2 separate regions of the Sus scrofa genome follow, and region 2 is linked to region 1. A link is a contact called in public Hi-C data. All regions are on one chromosome and are shown on one strand. The core of a region is the stretch at or near the end of the contact, and the rest is flanking DNA. Distances in the headings are between cores, read along the strand shown.

Region 1 (3,699 bases), core at 485-2,984:
TGAGGCACTGTGTCATTCCCAGAATTAATCACATACTTAGTTCCATACAAATCTTCGTTTACAAGAGAATCATGAGGGAATTAAGATTGTTTTCCAGTCTTTCAGCTCTGTAAAAGCTACTGATGGGGAGGAGAGGGGACTAAAGAGCCTCCACAGTACAGGAGTCTGAAAGCATGATTGTCACCCCAATACTGGGTACCTTCTCATTCCCATACAACTTTGCCTATGCTGTTTCCTCTGCCTGGAATAGCATATACTGTTGTTTTGGGGTTTTTTTTCCATCTTGAATGTGAACTCAGGCCTCAAGATTTAACTCAACTGCTATTCAATCTACCTAGCCTTTTCAACATCTCCCAAGCTCTATGAAAGACTGGAATGAAAAAGACTGTGAGCTTAAAGGGTATCTAAACGATCAGCAAACATTATTAATACATTCATATGGTGGCATTTTCTATATACAGGGTCTTTGCTACCTGCTTTTGTCCTTGTGGCTAGGTTGGGCTTTTCCCCTAAACACTGCGATGATGCCCAAATGTAAAATCTTCAAATGCCAATTACATTGTTTTTTTTGTCATAACTGTCTTACATCTGTAATAGAATTTAATTTAAAAATATTTTTTCTTAAGTTGATTTTTAAGACATAGAAATATATATTTTAAAACTAAGCTTTAAAATATCTACTTCAAAAACAGTATCACTTGCTCTAAGCAGAAAGTATTCTTCAAAAAAAACAAATAACTATAAAAACAAAAAAAGTGTTATTAAGTTCTAGATAAAACCATTTCATGGAATGACTTTGGGCTTAAGGTTCATTTTGTTTTTGTTTTTGTTTTTTTGTTTGTTTTGTTGTTGTTGTCATCCAAAAGGGAGATTAGCAAGTGTTAGAGAGGAACTGAAGACTGATTCGTACTAAACTGAGACTGTTTTCTCAGTAAATTTAGGCTAGAAGAAGAATTAAAAATGGAACCATTCCACACTTACGTGATTCTTTTTTTTTCCTTTCAAATCTTTTTTTCCCCTTTCTTTTTCCTTCTGAAAATTATAATTTTGTCTCAGTTAATGTTCTTTATATGTATATTTTGGTCATGCCTGCAGCATGTCGAAGTTCCCAGACAAGTTCGAATCCCAACAGCAGTGACAACACTGGATCCTTAACCCATTGCAGCCACCAGGGAATTCCTAGGTTTCTTGAATGCCGTGTCTTCGACCATCAGTGTTTGAGCCCACATTTGAACACTGATGTTGTATAAAGAGAGCAGAACAAACAGGGGGCTTGGATTTCAGCTCCATTTTCAAGCTCCTACATTTGTTACATTAAAACAAGTCACTTTTCTATCCACTGCTCCTCCACCCCTCTTTTCTTATTTATAAAAATGAAGAAATTGTTCATTTCATTCTCAAAGAGTTTATTATCCTTCTAGGTGAAATAGTTTACCTTTATCATCATTTATTTTCCAGACTCTGATTCAACCAACAAAATGTGTGGAGCCCCCACCAGGTGTAAGCACTGGGAGTGGGGCCCTGGAGACGTCATCCATGCTCTCATAACGTTTAGCATCTTTCTGTCTCCCTTTAGCACTTTCCCCTTTTTAAAAAGTAGAGCCAATTAAACACCTAGCTTATTTGTTTCAAAAGATGTGCTCAGTTTAAAGTATATTTGAATCTAGAGCTTTTCTATAACACCCTATGCCTCCCAAACTTCGCGCAGCAATGGTCAAGATTGCGGTGGCAGTTTCCCCGAAGCCCACTAGAGGGCGCGCACATTTTTCGATTCCAAAAGAAAGCACTCTTTGGGTACTTGCCCCTGAAATTTGGAATTGGTGTCTCCTTTCCTCACTTTTCTCTTCAACTAGGGGCAATTGCGGTGAGCCCTTAGGTTCTCTCACTCCACCAATCCACCCTCGCCCCATGCAGTGACTCCTCATCTGCCATTACGAAGAATTCTTTTGCTCCCAAAACCACAAAAGTTTTGCTTCTGACTGTTCTCAGCATTTGCCCTTTTGACATTTTAGAAGAAATAAGATCCAAGTTTGATGTTGAAAAGAAAGCATTGATTTCTTTAGTGGGAGGATTTCTTCTCCCTATTACTGTTTTCCCTAGCTGTGGGGGAAAAAGCTCCTCTGAGGATTTAAAGCAGTTCCTTTGAGCTAAAGATCTTTCTGAGGACTAACAGAGCTGCTTCTGAGAAGATCTTTTGGAGCTGACATTGGGTCCCTTGTTCAGCAGCATGTTGTATTTTTGAGGCCAGCCTTTTCCTCTGAGTTTTACGTTCTGAATTGACAAGCTCTTGATCTCAAACATTGGAGAATACACTCCCAGACCAACCCGCCTCCCAGTCTTGAGCCAAGAGACACGTCTAGTAGTTTACCCCAAGTTCTGTGCCTGGTGGGTGGCCCCTGGACCTTAAACTTCACCCTCTGTTTGGTTCCAGAGTCCTCTTACCTCCAAATACCCTTCGTGAGCTTTTCTTGAGAGTCAACAAAGACATTAATGAAATAAATTGTGGGTCTGCCCCATTGCACATGGGAATGAGATTAGCTCCTGCATGAGGAACTCTGCAGTTGTGGGGAAGACTGGGGACATGGCTCGAGCAAAAAGAGTGGGGCACAGGGCCTGGCCCACCCCTTTCAGTGACTCTCAATCAGCTTGCTCTTTCAGGAGATGAACAACTTTTTTTCTTTCTTTTTTTTTTTAAGAAAGGTGTCAGAAGTCTTCTGAGACTGCAGCTTTATGCAAATATGCTACTCAAGAAAAAGGCTTTAGGGGAGAGTTATTTATATCCCGCAGGCATTACACATGCAAAAGGTGAAACTGTGAATCTCTGCGTCTCCAGGAGTGGATGTTCTCATGATGAGCACATCCTTGCTATTTTGGTGGCACACAATTCCCATATCTAACTGTCAGATTGTTCCAGGCAGGAGACTACAGAATCATTCAGTAATTTTAGACTGACCCTGTACATTTCTCTCCAGTGGGGCTTCTTGACCTGAACTTTTCCTGGGGATTAGATTTACTACCGCCGTGGACCCTCCAGTAATAGGTGCCTTCATCTCTGTCTCCTAAACAGGTGCAGGACTCGGTCATTAAAAAGTCATCGTGTGGCACATTTATTGCCCTTTGGCTTTCATGTTGACTCCTGGAATTAGCAAAGAAAATGGCCATTTCCCTAGGAATTATTGCCCCGCTCTGTTGCTGGCTCGCTCTACCCAGAAATATAGACCATGCTCCACGTTGACGTATACAATAATCACTTCAGGAAATTGCTTTCCCTATTGGAAACGGAGAGCTCACCCTGGAATGTTTCCACAGCACAGCTGATGATAATTACGACTCACTGAAATTTTAGTTTTCTTTGATTGTGACATAAAAACTGGGACATAAATTAAAACCCAATTATCCTTTAAGGGTAATTGGGGTTATAAAACCAAGAGACAGCGAGTCAGTGTGTGGATATCGCGGGAGCAGAATGTCTGATGGAACAGTATGCGTTCCGTCTCCCAAGCAGCCTTTCAGTAGAACGCACGGGGGTAAGGTAATCTTTGCCCACAGTGTGCCAAGAGAGAACCTCGGACTGGGTGACAGCCTTGGAGACGTGCAGTGGGCTTCTAGGACATCTTGGAATGATTAAAATAAGCAAAAATGGCCATGAGAAACTTGTGGCCTTTACCTGCGAAGGTGCGGGGGCTGGAGTGAGGCACT
Region 2 (3,699 bases), core at 693-3,192, 430 kb after region 1:
ATAAATTTCCCATATTTATCTCCATTTAGTGTATATTAAAGTAGCAAATAGTTCGAGTACAATGGTTTGGATTGGTAATTTAAAGCATCTCTAGGATATTTGGCATTTGTTCTGGAAATTGTTTCTGACACACTTTTAAAGCATATGGATTGTGACATATACTTTAATGTAAATTGAACATATGGGTCCAATCCATTTTGGTAGTCACTGGAATATATGTTATAAATATATTTTTGGTACTCACTGGAATATATGTTATAAATATATAACATTGACCATGACCTCTTTTTTGCTTTTGGAAATACAGCAGACCTTCTATACTAACAGAGAGCTAAAATGACCTTCAAAATGATGATTTTTCTCTCTAGAGAAAATGTAATAAATGGAAAACTAGCAGCCCTGTAAGCATCAACACATGCTGGATATCTAATCTCTTTACCACCTACTGGCTTAATTTCATACCCTGCCCAGCCTAAACCTACCTCATAACCCTTTACTTCAACCAGCTACACACACTAGCAACTTGAAAGTCACCCTTGATTCTGGCCTCCTCCCAACCCCTTACCATGTGAGTCACTATGATTTTCTCATTTTTAATATCTCTCAAATCTGACCGCATGCCTCCATGCCATTACTGTTTAGTTCAAGCTCTCATCATTTCTCACCTGAATTATTACAATAGCTCCTGATTGGTTTTCCTATTCTCTTTCAATCTGTCACTAAAAACTTAATGCATCTGTTCATACAGTTTGTCTGTTCACACATACAAATCTTTCTGTGTCTCTCCACTGCCTTTAGCATATAGTCTAACATCTTAGAATCACAAATAAATGCTTTTATCTTTAGGACTCTAGCTTCATTTCTTGCCACTCATTCATACATTCCTGTCTCCTGCAGCTGTAGCAAACTATTTGCAGTTCTTTGAATGTATCCTTTTCCCAGTGTCTTTATTTTTTTGTGGGTTTTTTGTTTGTTTGCTTGTTTGTTTGTCTTTTTTTTTTTTTTTTTTTTTTTTTTTTGCTATTTCTTGGACCGCTTCCACGGCATATGGAGGTTCCCAGGCTAGGGGTTGAATCGGAGCTGTAGCCACCAGCCCACGCCAGAGCCACAGCAACGCTGGATCCGAGCCGCGTCTGCAACCTACACCACAGCTCATGGCAACGCCGGATCGTTAACCCACTGAGCAAGGGCAAGGATCGAACCCGCAACCTCATGGTTCCCAGTCGGATTCGTTAACCAATGCGCCACGACGAGAACTCCTGTTTGTTTGTCTTTTTTGGTCTTTTTTGTCTTTTTGTCTTTTAAGGCCACACCCGCGGCATATGGAAGTTCCCAGGCTAGGGATCCATTTGGAGCTGTAGCCGCCGGCCTACACCAGAGTCATAGCAACAGGGATCTGAGACATGTCTGTGACCTTCACCACAGCTCACGACAACACCAGATCCTTAACCCACTGAGTGAGGCCAGAGATCGAACCAGAGTCCTCATGGATGCTAGTCAGGTTCATTAACCACTGAGCCATGACGGGAACTCCATTTTCCTGGTGTCTTTGAGTTTTTGTTTTCCTCCCCATGGAACTTCCTTCCCTCTTATTGACCAGACTAATTTGAAATTCTTTAAGAGTCCATTTAGGTATTACCACCTTAAGAAGTCCATGGCTGACTACCAAAGGGAGAACCCCCAGGGCTGCCAGTACTTCCTTGATATACCTCACTTAGCAAGTTTGAAGGCATGTCATTGTCTGTAAATGTTGAGAAACATTCAATTGCAAGGTGGTGCCAAGTTTTAGGGTAGAATTCCAGTAACAGTTAACATTGTCTTACAGAAAAGCTATTCTTCAACCACAGCCTGGAGCCTGAATTCTGCCCCATTACCTCATGAGTACATGCCATTGGTCACAAGGGACGCTGGTTGGAGTAGGGTGACTCGCTATAACCTATCAGCACTACTACTAGAAAACCCGCTCCAACTATGTTTAGCTAGATATGATAAGTGGAATCAACCTCCTTGTTAAAGAGGAATTCTCATGCTCTGAAAATTATGTTTACATAAAAGTTAAGGAGCGTCATTTTGGAAGAAATGTCTAAGATGATTAAGAAGAAGAAAATGTGCCATTCAAGAAAAGAGTGTACTTTTATTTAGAATCTTGGGTTCATATTAAGCCTCACCCAAGAACTAAAGATTGTTCTTTTTTCTTTTAAAGTGTAAACATGTACTTTTTTTTTTTATTAGCCTTAGTAGTAAGATAGACTCCTACGACTATAAGAGGAAATAGCCTAGATCTGTTTATGCTGAGCAAAGAGCAAAATTGAGGTAATATAGAAATAAATACTGATCAGAAAATACATTGTTATTCAATTGGCTTATGTATACAACAGTTTGGAAGCCAAGAGTATGTAATTTAAAAAAAATTTTTTTTTTATTTTTTGCAGTTATAGCTGGTTTACAGTGTTCTGTCAGTTTTCTATTGTACAGCAAGGTAACCCAGTCACACATACGCATATACATATTCCTTTTTCTCCCATTATCATGCTCCATCATAAGTGACTAGATATATTTCCCAGTGCTGTACAGCAGGATCTTATTGCTTATCTACCCCTAAGGCAACATTCTGCATCTATTTACCCCAAGCTCCCAGTCCATCTCCCTCTCTACCCTTACCCCTTGGCAACCACAAGTCTGTTCTCCATGTCCATACTTTTTTTTCTGTGGAGAGGTTCATTTGTGCTGTATATTAGATGCCAGATATAAGTGATATGGTATTTATCTTTCTCTTTCTGACTTACTTCGCTCAGGATGAAAGTATCTGGTTCCATCCATGTTGGTACAAATGGCATTATTTTGTTCTTTTTTATGGCTGAGTAGTACTCTATTGTGTATATATACGACATCTTCTGAATCCATTCATCTATCGATGGACATTTAGGTTATTTCCATGACTTGGCTATTGTTAATAGTGCTGCAGTGAACATGCGGGTGCATGTGTCTTTTTCAAGGAAAGTTTTGTCCAGATATATGCCCAAGAGTGAAATTGCTGGGTCATATGGTAGTTCTATGTATAGATTTCTAAGATACCTCCATACTGTTTTCCATAGTGGCTGTACCAGCTTACATTCCCACCAGCTGTGCAGGAGGGTTCCCTTTTCTCTACACCCTCTCCAGCATTTGTTATTTGTGGATTTATTAATGATGGCCATTCTGACAGGTGTGAGGTGGTACCTCATGGTAGTTTTGATTTGCTTTCTCTAATAATCATTGATGTCGAGCATTTTTTCATGTCCTTATTGGCCCTCTGTATATTTTCTTTGGAGGACAGTCTATTCAGGTCTTTTGCCCATTTTTCAATTGGGTTGTTGGCTTTTTTTGCTGTTAAGCTGTATAAGTTATTTGTATATTTTAGAGATTAGGCCCTTGTCAGTTGCATCATTTGAAACTATTTTCTCCCATTCTGCAAGTTGTCTCTTTTTTTTTTTTTTTTTTTTTTTTTTTTTTTTTTTTTTTTTTAATGGTTTCCTTTGCTATGCAAAAGCTTGTCCCTTTGATTAGGTCCCACTGGTTTATTTTCGCTTTTATTTCCCTTGTCTTGGGAGACTGACCAGAGAAAACATTTGTAAGGCTGATGTCAGAGAATGTTTTGCCTATGTTCTCTTCTAAGAGTTTGATGGTGTCTTATCTTACGTTTAAGTCTTCAAGTCATTT

The links. A called contact is a pair of places that touch in the nucleus more often than the background predicts.
Region 2: a contact with region 1 is called in a Hi-C map of embryonic fibroblasts, with 1.6 times the contacts expected there. The contact joins two enhancer-like sites. A contact is called at or near these places in 1 of 47 Hi-C or Micro-C datasets (embryonic fibroblasts) and 1 of 2 datasets of contacts at active chromatin or transcription factors (skeletal muscle).

Annotation. Positions count from the first base shown.
Region 1 is chr5:81,770,732-81,774,430 of Sscrofa11.1, forward strand. It overlaps a transcript of IGF1 not described here. Among named protein-coding and RNA genes, the nearest start is that of IGF1, 8.7 kb to the right of the region's middle. Within about 2 kb of position 1,735, at least 8 of the 83 cell types and tissues checked have an H3K27ac peak or open chromatin away from gene starts, as enhancers often do. A contact at or near this core is called in embryonic fibroblasts, where this site is marked.
Region 2 is chr5:82,202,384-82,206,082 of Sscrofa11.1, forward strand. All of the region lies in intron 7 of WASHC3 (WASH complex subunit 3), which reads left to right. Among named protein-coding and RNA genes, the nearest start is that of WASHC3, 49 kb to the left of the region's middle. Within about 2 kb of position 1,943, at least 5 of the 83 cell types and tissues checked have an H3K27ac peak or open chromatin away from gene starts, as enhancers often do. A contact at or near this core is called in embryonic fibroblasts, where this site is marked.